3 separate regions of the Rattus norvegicus genome follow, and regions 2 and 3 are each linked to region 1. The links are chromatin contacts, called in public Hi-C maps. All regions are on one chromosome and are shown on one strand. The core of a region is the stretch at or near the end of the contact, and the rest is flanking DNA. Distances in the headings are between cores, read along the strand shown.

Region 1 (3,697 bases), core at 626-3,125:
TATGTAGTGTAAGCACACAATGAACAGTAGCCAGTACTGACATGGAACAAAAGTATTGTTTTCATTTAAAAACATTTAAGAAACCCTGTCTCAAAAGATAAAAAAATAAAACCCAAAAACCATTTAAGAGCTTCTATTGGGGGGATATGATGGGTTAACAGAGACAGATAGCATGGACAATTTTTGTTTTGGTTTGGTTTTTTTCCTCTTGTGAGTACTATCAGAAACTACACTACTCAGATAATCAAGTTTAAGACAAGTCGTTTAAAACAGTAAAGAACTAAACTGGGCTTCTTGAATCCAGCATTCTGGAAAGAGAGGCAAGTGGTAGATCTCTGTGAGTTCCAGGCCAGCCTGGGCTACATGGTGAGCCCGTATCTCAAAAAATGAAACAAAACAAACCACACAGAAGCACGTATCATAACCCTCATCATTGCATCTCAAGTGACAAACCAGTCTGATCTGTATTCTGGATACTGGTTATCCAGTATGTGCCTACCTGTAGAGTCTACTACACTAATATCCCTCCCACTTACTACATTGATACTCACACCATACAAGTGTAAGACAACAGTCTACACGCTCTGCTCTTTACAAACCACCGCGAACACATAGTTTTAACGTCAAGAACTGAAATCTCCCACAAGCGAAGAGAAACATTTCACAAAAGGCTAGGATGTGTGATTTTTGTACAGCTTACTGCTATGTTTAACTGTGAAGGAGGTACAAATGATGTTTTATTCACGGAGTCTTGGTTGGTACTCTTTATTCAGAATCTAAGCAGCCAAAAGACACATGAGAAAGTATGGAGCTGAAAGTCTCAGACCGATGACCTGCACCCAAAACTAAGGACGGATGAGACGCTGCTGCTGTTCTTGGGTGTCGTGATAGCCACTGTAGTGAATTTCGCTGGACCAGATATTTATTTAGCCATTATGGACTAACAGATCCGTTAGTTTGAAATTAAAGGGCACCAGACCAGCAGAAGGTAGCAAACCCTTCCCAGGGCTGTTTCCAACTCTGTCATCCCTCCGCCCCTCGTCTGTTTCCTCAAGGTGAGCATCGCCTCTCTACAACCACCCCCACTCCCACCCCCACCCCCACCCCACGCAGCTCTCGCGGGATGCCTGTGGGACCCCGCCATCGGGTCCAGCACACATGCCTACATGCCCGCCGCGCGGGGACGCCGGATGCTCGCGCCCCACCGCCAGGCATTTGCAGCTCCGAGGGCCCTAGGCTACACGAAGCGCTCGGATCCTCGCCGGCCCACCCGGAAGCCCTTTCCTCGGCTCACACCTGCAGGCGCGTGACGCCGGTCTGTCCCGGCCCCAATACTTGGGACATCCCGGCCCTCACGACCGACGTGACCGTACGTCCCTCACACACCCCTCCCCCGCCTCACGTCTGCACATAGCGATCCCACAGCGCGCCCCGGGCGAGCGCCCCAGCCCGCCGCGGCCCACCCGGGTCGCGCGCGCTCCCCCCGCCCCTTCCGCCCCTCCCGCCCGGCTCGCTCCGGTCGCGCGCGCTCGCGAAGACACGCACTCGCTGCACTTAAGCGGGCCGTGCCGCGCGCCCCCGAGGACGTCCTCAGTCGCCCACCCTGGGCCGCCTCGCTCCTCCGGGCTGCTCGCGAGAAAAGAGAAGGCCCTCGCGGCCCACGGTCCTCACTCACCGCTGAGCCGCGCCGGCTCCGAGAGCGCGTCGTTCCGCTGTGGAGCCCAGCGGTGACCGCGGTCTCCGCTTCTCCGCAAGCTGTAGAGGCGACGTCGCGGGGAGGCTGAGAGGCTAGGGGGGTCACTGTCGCTCGCTTCACCTTCCCGAAGCTCGGGGACCCCAGAAACTAAAAACAAAATAAACAAACTTTCCCCTCCGCCTCCCTCCCCCAAAACCACAACACAAACACTCTGGCGCCCGCCCACAGCCCCACTCCATTGGCCGCAGGCAGGATGCCTCTAGTTTTCACTGGTTAGCTTTCGTGCCCGTCAAGTCGCTGTTCCTCCTCTCTTAAGTCCTCGCCGCTGTCGTCTCTCCTCATTGGCTAAGTGCTTCCCGTTTGCCGAACTGGGATTGGTTGAGCGGCCTGCGCCAATCATGAGGGGACACACCCCCTCAGCATCCCAGAGGCCGCTTCCTCGGTCGCGGACCCAGAGAGACGAAGGGGAAACTAGAGCATGATGGCGGCGGAGTTCGCCCAGCGCAGTCATTATCTCTTCCTTTTTTTTTTTTTTTTTTTTTTTTTAAAGCTCATTAATGCTTCTCTCAGGGACTGTTTCTCCCAAGCTCCTTTCACCACTCGAGACTGCACTAATAACGGAATCTATACGTGCAGGCTCCTTGATTTATCCCCTCCGAATTGCTGAGTGTGGGTTGGTTGTGCGTCATTGGACTGTCAGGGTGTCGCTCCCAAGTCACATCCTTAAGCTATTGGTGGAACAGCCAGAAAGCGGCTAACAACAAGGGCCCATGCTATTGGTTTGATTTCACTGTTTCCCCCCGCACCCCACCCCCGACCCCCGTCATCTTATTGGGCATTCCGGTGTTGTCCGTCAGATCCGGATTCGCCACACTACGATTAGGCTGAGAAGTGGGGCGTCTTTGGTCATTGGAAGTTGACACTGGTAACTACTATAATTTATTGTATTTTATTCCAAATACGGTGCGCAATTCTTTATAGAAACTATCTGATTAAACCCTAATTTTACAGAAAGAAAAGCCAAAAGAGGTTAAGAGACTTACCCAAGGTCACCCATTTAGAAAGAAGTTTGGGGCCATACATTGGCTCCTAGGCCTGTCTGACTCGCTTACATGCCTTAGTGTCTCAGAATAGTATCTGTCAGTCAACCCAACATCTTGAAACTGTTTCCTTCAGAACCCAAATTCCTTATTCAGCGTCTGGCAATTAGAAAGAGTGTCATTAACATTATTGGAGACTAACTTTGGAGAGATTGTAATTTTCTCCATGGTATCCCGCTCCTAGGAACCGTTCTTCCCCATTCTAAGTTCAACAATACATTTTTCCTGACAAGAAGCACACACAAGTCTATATTCTGTTTCTTGGCTTTGTAAATGGCTTTTTTTTTTTTTTTTTACCATTCTTATATGCCCAGGCAACACTCATACCCACCTCTAACCATCTTTAGCTCGCTCCTTTGGAAGAATATTCAAGAGTTTGAAATTAGGAGATATTAAGTCTAGAGTGAGATAAAGAGTAAATCCCTTTAGAAATAATTGATTGTGTGCAAACAGAACAGTCCTCTGCCTCCTGGAAAGCTTCCAGAAGCTGCTGATGTCGAGCAAGCCATGTGTGTGCTCCTGGCTTCTGGCCACTGGATTCTTTCTCTGTGACAGCTTTAAAGGAAATGAATCCACATTTCAGCCAGGGGAGGGCAGGATGCTTTGGACCCACTACCAGAGTGCCTCAGCCTCCAGCCTCTGGGACTGAAATGATCTCCAGGAACCTACTGCTGAACTCTAACCCACATCTGGGTATATTAGCATTTTACCATCCCAGATCCCTATTCCTTGTAGCCGAGGCAGTTCATGGTGTTTCCCTTCCCTATCCACGCTGTTGTGTAATCTCACTGGCACTGCTTTAACAATAAAACGGCCACTGTAGCACAGCAATAGGCTCTTTACAGCCTTTCAGCACAGGAAGGCAAGGAATTTCACAAGCATCAATTAAGAGCAAATGACA
Region 2 (3,697 bases), core at 622-3,121, 230 kb before region 1:
TGTGTGTGTGTGTGTGTGTGTGTGTGTGGTGTGTGTGTGTGTCTTTCACATAAGTGCAGGTTCCAGTAGAGTCTAGAAAAGAATGTTGGATCCTCTGGAGCTGGTATTAGGTGGAGGACTGACACGGGTGCTGGAAACCCAGGTCCTCTGCAGGAGCGACACAAGTGCTTACCTGCTGTGCTGTGCCACCCCTCCAGCACCACCTTTTCTTTTAAATTAGGAACACACATGCAATGTATATACATGTTTAAGGACTATTAGACTACTGGAAAAGGCCTTAAAGCATTGCCTGGGCCAGAGGGCACAAGAGAAATGTCTGCTGCCACCCTGCTGTATGGAAGCCATGGAGGGGTTGGGCAGGGAATGCAGGATGAAGGTTGGATTCACAGGCACTGAGCTCTTTGTGAACACACTAACCTGCTCTGAAACCTGAGAATCGTTACAGCTCTCTGGATCACTCACGGCTTTGTTCAACCTCTCTGGGAAGCCTCTTTCCCAAAATCACTTAAAAAATACTGAACCGAAGGCCCTGGGTTCGGTCCCCCAGCTCCGAAAAAAAGAAAAGAAAAAAAAAAAATACTGAACGGAACAACTGTTCATGCTGCCCCTGTAAGACAAAATACTAATGTGGCTGTGGTGTTGAACCCTTTGATCCTAGTACTTGGGAGGTATAGGCAGGCTGATTTCTGTGAGTTTGAGACTAACCATAGGCTAGCCACAGCTACACAGTGAGACACTTCCTCAAAAAACACAAGCCAGCAAAACCCCTCCCCCCTCAAATCAAATCACCACAATTAACACCCCACAACTCATGTACCTTCTGTAATGAACACTTGCCCAGATCCTCCCTTCTCATAGCAAAATTTATACAGAAATAGTGGCTCAGAAATAGATTCCAATGCTGTCATTAGCTTTAAAGGCACCAAGGAAAACAAAGTGACCAAAGACTCAGCTCAGGTTCTAGAATGAATCTAGGTTCAAATCCCAGCTCTGCTGTCAAGTGCTAGCTGGGTAACCTAGGGCAAGCCTTGATCCTTACAAACTTTGTTTTGTCCTCCGGAAAGAAGAAAATTCAGGGACTGGAGAGATGGCTTAGTGGTTAAATGCACTTACAGAGGACCCAGGTTTAGTTCCCAGGACCCACATGGCACCTTAAGACAAGTTGTTAACTAGCTCCCTCTCCTGACAATGTCTGCTGGCACCAGATATGAGTGGTGAACGTGCGTACATACAGGCAAAGCACTTAAACGCAAAAAATAAAAATAAGTATATCTTCTTTTAAAACTGTGCGAAAATCACCATTAAGTTTACAACTTACTTATAAAAAGAATGTACTTGTTTTGTGTGTATGTGTGTGTGTGTGTGTGTGCGCGCGCGCGCGCGTGTATGTGTGAGCGCATAAAGTCGGAGAACAACTAATGGGAATCAGGTATGCCTCACTCAACATGTTGCCCCAGGGCTCGAACTCAAGTCTGATGGCTAGGCGGCAGGCGCCTTGGCCCCTGCCTGCGAGGTATAAATAGCATTCCACTTGAAATGCGCTGTGGAAGGACGCAAACTCCCATAGCCTTGCCCAAATTGAAGTCCTCCAAAGGATGTGCCGGTCTCTAGGACCTGGCCGAGGCAACAGGTGCTCGGGCCATGACCTCGGTCGAGACAAGGGGCCCGGCCAGTTACCTGTTCGGCCTCCGCCAGCCACAGCCACAGCTGCCGCCACGTCTGGAACTTGTACCTGTCGCTGAACAAGAAGCACATTTCATGGCTGGCGTAGCGAGCCGCCAGCGGAGAACGGTAGCTTTCAGCACAGGCAGGGTCCCCGGATGCAGCCATTTTCAACACGCGACTCAGCTACGGCGGACTTCAGTAGCGGGCCCAAAAGCGGAAGCCCAGCGTGCATGGGGCGGGACTTCCTCCTTTGGCCCCGCCCCGCGGGTAATGCTACCCTGGAGGGTGGAGGTAGTTCACGTTTGGCTCGTCCTTTCTGAGGGTCAACGCTTTTCTCTTGGTTTCAGCGAGGTACGGTTAAAGCTTCTTAAATCTCTGTCCAACGCCGTGCCTCCTCGATTTTTCCATCTGAGGAACGCACATTAAGACCCGCGTTTAACCCAGAAAGGAAAGTTCCAGAGGCCAGTCGTAGGGACGCCAGGAAGGAGCCCTAGTGGACACTCGGAGTACTTCCGTCCCGCAGGAGCCAGGCTCAGCAGGAGACTGAAACTCTTAAACTGCTTGCTGGTTCCGAGCTCAGAAAGCAGCCTGTCAGAATTACTCCACGCATGATCGCTCGAGAACAAATCAAACCAAGAATTCAAAATTTCCGTGGCAGAATAAAACTGAAATAGCATACATCTTTTAAAAAAGAACTAATAAGTTAAATTTCGATTGGCTTCTATATTTGCACCAGGAAAGGACTAAGCAAGCTAAATTGATTTAAAGCAGAAAACAAACAACAAAACAAAAAGCAAAATAAGAACAAAAAGGATCTGCCTTCAAGAGTGTTCTCCAAGGGATTGCAGCAGCACGTGTAGGATCCTTAAAATGCACCTTGTTAGAAAGTGTCATGACTAACACTTTATATAGTAATTAGATACAAATGCTAGGAATAAAAAGTATGTGGAAAAAGAGTAAATAAAAAATAAGAATGTGGGGGCTGGAGAGATGGCTCAGCGGTTAAGAGCACCCAACTGCTCTTCCAGAGGTCATGAGTTCAATTCCCAGCAACCACATGGTGGCTCACAACCATCTGTAAAGAGATCTGATGCCCTCTTCTGGTGTGTCTGAAGACAGCTACAGTGTACTTATATATAATAAATAAATAAATTAAAAAAAAAAATAAGAATGTGGGCTGGAGAGATGGCTCAGCGGTTAAGAGCACTGACTGCTCTTCCAGAGGTCCTGAGTTCAATTCCCAGCAACCACATGGTGGCTCACAACCATCTGTAATGAGATCTGGTGCCTTCTTCTGGTGTGTCTGAAAACAGCTACAGTGTAAAATTTAAAAAAAAAAAAAAAGAAAGAAAGAAAAGAAAAAAAAGAATGAAAAAGTGAAAGGTTGTTTTGGGGAGCCAGGCATGGCAGAACCCGTTTGTAAACCCAGCACTTGGGAGATGCAGGCAGGATCAGGAGTTCAGTCATCCTCAGCTATGTAGTTAAGACCCACAGACACCACCAGGCTACTTGAGACCCTGTCTCAAACAACTCCTCACCAAAAACCAACAAAAAGCTTTAAAAAAAAAAACAAAAAAGCAAATAAAGGGGCTGCTATAGGTGGCAGTGTAAGCTTCTCCCTTTCCTACTTAAAACTGTTGCTTTAAGTAGGAAGTTAATTATTTCATTGATAGTTATTCTAATAGTTTTTTTTTCTCAAGACAGAAATTTCTCTATGTAGCCTTGGCTGTTCTGGAACTCATTCTGTAGCCCAGACTGGCCTTAAACCTGCCTGAGAGATCTGCCTGCCTCTGCCTCCCGAGTGCTGGGTATGGCACTACCTCCAGGCTACTTCTTGTCTTTTTGAGACAGGGTCTCACCATGTAGCCAGCTCAAGCTGTCCTGGAACTGTTAAATAGATCAGAGAAGCCACTCACGGAGAGCCACCTGCCTCTCCCTCCCACATGTTGCAATAAAAGGCACGAGCCACACCCTTCTGGGTAGGCAGAGACCGGTGCATTTCTGAGTTCAAGGCCAGCCTGGTCTACCGATC
Region 3 (3,697 bases), core at 630-3,129, 160 kb before region 1:
CCAAGGGTTGACTCTGGGAAAGAGAGCATCTGTTAACCACCTGGAGCACTGACTGCCCCTGAAAAGCTCAGGGCATCCCCTAGACTAGCTTGCTTACCTGGTTGGTTTTCTGGAGTGATTTTAGTACAGTAGCTAGAGTTACCCCTTTACATGAGCGTGTGTCCCATGTCATAGTGCCAGTGCAGAGGTCAGAGGACAATTGGTTGGAGTTGGTTCTCTCCTTTTACCATGTGCACCTTAGGGATTGGAACTCAGGCCATCAGGCTTTTGAGGACACTCTAGAGTTCCTCTCTGTCACTGCCTAGTGCTGTATGTGCTACAACTAACTCCATATCAGCTCTCAAAAGCTACCCACTCTACTTGCCAATCTTGCTGAAACACAAGGACCTTCTTGTATCCTAAGAAAATGCAGCAAACCTTAAATGTGCTGTGATCTTTAACCTATCCTAACACCCCACCCCTTTGGTTCTATTACTGCTCTCTGAGAGCGTTCAACAATTCCTTAGTGCACAGAAAAGCAAAAGCTGCTAGTTGGTTTCATTAAGATGTTCTATGATCTAAGGCCCACCAGTCTTTCCAGTTGTATCTTTTATAACCTACAAAGATGTCTACAGTTTTACTCTGGGCACCATTTTAGGCTGGCATCTACTGTTTTTCTCCTCCCAAGGCCACACAGTGAAATTTATTCATCTTTTTAGACATACTTCAAGTGCCACTTTATCTATGAAGCAACTTCTGAGCTTGTCACCTGAAAAATCTTGTCTCTAGCAAGAGCCATTTTTCTCAGTGTGGTGTGTGTTCACATCCTTCCTTTCCCACACTGGCCTTTTCACTGAGAGCCTATCTTGCTAATGTATGAATTCCACACACATTCTGCTCAGTAAGCCTTCTCTGAATGATGAGTGCCCCTTAGCTAGCTTTGAAGAAATGGGAGTGTGCGACAGACATGTTCAGACTCCCAAAGGGATTAAGTCTGATAAATCAGTACTGCACAGCATATAGCTCAACAGAAAGTACTAGCATACCTAGTGTGTATGAGGGGGAAATAATGTGTTTTAATAATTTTTTTCTAATTTTTCCATTAAAACAAATTAAAAACAACATATATAAAACGAGGAAGCACAGAATCTTAACACCTCGAGACTATGCTGGTCTTGCCTATGCTTGATGGTATTCAAAGTCTAGTTGGTTTTCTCTAAAATTTGTTTTTAGGATTATGTTTAGTTATGTGCATGTGTACTATGTGGTACATATGAAGAGGACAACTTCTGGGAGTCAGCCCTTTCTTTCCACTCTGTGGGTGGGGCCTGAAGATGAACTCAGGCCATCAAGCGTGGTGGCAACTACCTTTGCCTGTTTATCTCTATAGCTCTCAATTTTAATATAACCTAAAAAGGCACATTGTTTTTTAAAAGGGACTGGAAACTCTTCGCTACTTAAACTCTTGGTGGCATATGATCTCACAAACCTGAGGTAGGAAGATCATGGGCCTGACACCAACCTAGGCTATACCTAAGATCCTGTTTCAAAAGGCAAGACAGAAAGAACTCTCAAGACTTCTAACAAAACTCCTCAGGGAAAGATCCCTCATGTCTATATTACAATGTCTAGCATAGTTCAAAATCCAGGCTTCTAAAATTAAACACTGATTTAAAAAAAAAAAAGAAAAGAAAAACCAAGCCCTTGTTTAAAAACTATAGGATGGTATTATTATTATCATCTGGTATTCTCTGAAGATTCTATACTACAACGTAAGTCATCATTCTGGAAGCATAGAGTTCTGGAAAAGGATTTAGAAAAAGCCCCATGCAAGTCTCACTTCCTGAACACAGCCGAGGAACTACACAGTCTATGCTTTCACGCCAAGATAGCACAACCCAGCTGAGAGAACCGCCCATGCAGATCCTATGTTGGGGCCCTCACCCATCTGCTGCCCAGTACTAACTCTATATTAACAATTGATTCCAGGAAACAAACAAAGGAACGCTCTCCCGCTTTCCTGGCTTTCCTGGCGTCGTGTCTTACCTGGTGCCGTCCCACTCTCGCTCTGCAGCAGCGCTCCTGTCACTTGTGCGTTGTTGGGGTTTGCTCCAGGTGCTGTGCAGGGAGGAGGCCCCGCCCCACCCCCTAGGAGCATGCAGGACGGTGGAGGGGGCTGCCCACGTTTTAGTAACACTTTGTGGTCCTGCTGGCAACGGAATCGCGGTGGCACCTCCCGAGGCATGTAGCGGGCGGCGCTTGGCGGTTGTCCGTTCGGCACTGCCACCCTTTTGGCATTGTTGCCACCATTGACTGGTGGCGATGGAGAGCTGCCAATTGGGCTGGCGGCCGTTGGTTGGCTTAAACTTGGTTTCGTCACTTCGGGCACTGAAAGACAGGAGTTGGGGAAGTCTTCTAAATTAAATACATTTTTCTAAAATCTGTTTTAAAGAGCTTACACTTTGTTCTCAAACGATAGGCTTTTTAAAATTCCTGTAGGATGTTCACCTTACTAGGGTAGGAGTGGAGGTAGCAGGCGACACTGATAAATAATAAAAAGAGCACATCCTACTATTTAAGTGGGAGAAATTAAGCAACCGTCACTCACTGCACCAAATCCTGGAAGGTACAGTTGTAGCCAAGCACTCAGTAGCCCAGAGGACTTTCCCTTCCTCTAATTTCTTTTCTTTTCTTTTCTTTTCTTTCTTTCTTTCTTTTTTTTTTTTTTTTTGGGAGCTGGGGACCGAACCCAGGGCCTTGCGCTTGCTAGGCAAGCGCTCTACCGCTGAGCTAAATCCCCAACTCCCCTCTAATTTCTTAATAAAAAAAAAATTACATTTACCTTTTCTTTCTTTCTTTGAGACAGGTTTCTTTATGTAGCCCTGGCTGTCCTCCGACTTAGAGCTCCACCTGCCTCTGCATCCTAAGTGCTGGAATTAACGGTGTGCGCTAGCACCTGGCTCTACATTTTTGTTCCTTTTCGTTCTGTGTACACATGCTACGGTACACATGTGGAGGCCATAGAACACCCTGAGTGAGTGGCTGGTTCTATCATGTGAGTCCTCGGGCTGGAACTTAGGTTGTGAGCTCTGGCAGCTTTACTCTCTGAGCTAAAGGTTGTAGACAACCAGTCTATTTCTTTGAAGTCCTCTGTGAACTTTTTCTGAAGATCCTGACTAGGCACAAGACGCACACTTTGCCTATGATCTTACAACATAACATACTGAATTATATTTGAAGTCTCTACTTACAGACCTCTCTCTCATTGATGTTAAGTTCCTCAAGAACAGAAACCATCATTCATTCTCCTCTCCGTAGAACAGACACAGAACTGGCACCTACAGAGGCCTACAGGCCTAGAGAATCACAATATTCCACATGACTTTGGTTCCTACAGCCACCTGGTCAAAAGGTTTATCTGTGACTGTTTCAACATAACAAAAATATTAGAAATCTTTCAGCTTTTGTTTTTAAAACACGTTTTAGCTCTTCCATTGCTATAAAAAGTCAAATAGTACAGAAATGTGCACAGCAGCCATGAAATCACTACACCCAGGTGGACCTGCCGGCTCCCACCTCCACCCTGACTACAGAGGTTCTTACTCTCCACTTCCTGTCTTCATCTTAGAAAAGACCACCACTGTGTATTTCTCTTTTATAAATTCAGACTTATGATTGAACAACAGTTTTGAATACTTTCATGATAACAAAAAATCAT

What was found. A called contact is a pair of places that touch in the nucleus more often than the background predicts.
Region 2: a contact with region 1 is called in a Hi-C map of liver, with 3 times the contacts expected there. The contact joins the promoter of Adsl here to the promoter of Tnrc6b in region 1. A contact is called at or near these places in 8 of 12 Hi-C or Micro-C datasets (the A7r5 cell line, the Rat2 cell line, Schwann cells and 5 more) and 1 of 1 datasets of contacts at active chromatin or transcription factors (oligodendrocytes).
Region 3: a contact with region 1 is called in a Hi-C map of liver, with 2.6 times the contacts expected there. The contact joins the enhancer-like site here to the promoter of Tnrc6b in region 1. A contact is called at or near these places in 7 of 12 Hi-C or Micro-C datasets (Schwann cells, frontal cortex, hepatocytes and 3 more).

The regions. Positions count from the first base shown.
Region 1 is chr7:114,130,752-114,134,448 of GRCr8, reverse strand. Tnrc6b (trinucleotide repeat containing adaptor 6B) reads right to left here and starts at 1,875. Exons shown (of 25, transcript NM_138845.4): 1 at 1,676-1,875.
Region 2 is chr7:114,357,614-114,361,310 of GRCr8, reverse strand. Adsl (adenylosuccinate lyase) reads right to left here and starts at 1,871. Exons shown (of 13, transcript NM_001130503.1): 1 at 1,678-1,871. The coding sequence starts at 1,830.
Region 3 is chr7:114,289,408-114,293,104 of GRCr8, reverse strand. It overlaps Tnrc6b (trinucleotide repeat containing adaptor 6B), which reads right to left. Exons shown (of 25, transcript NM_138845.4): 7 at 2,026-2,367; 8 at 1-13. Among named protein-coding and RNA genes, the nearest start is that of Adsl, 68 kb to the left of the region's middle. Within about 2 kb of position 1,879, at least 8 of the 93 cell types and tissues checked have an H3K27ac peak or open chromatin away from gene starts, as enhancers often do.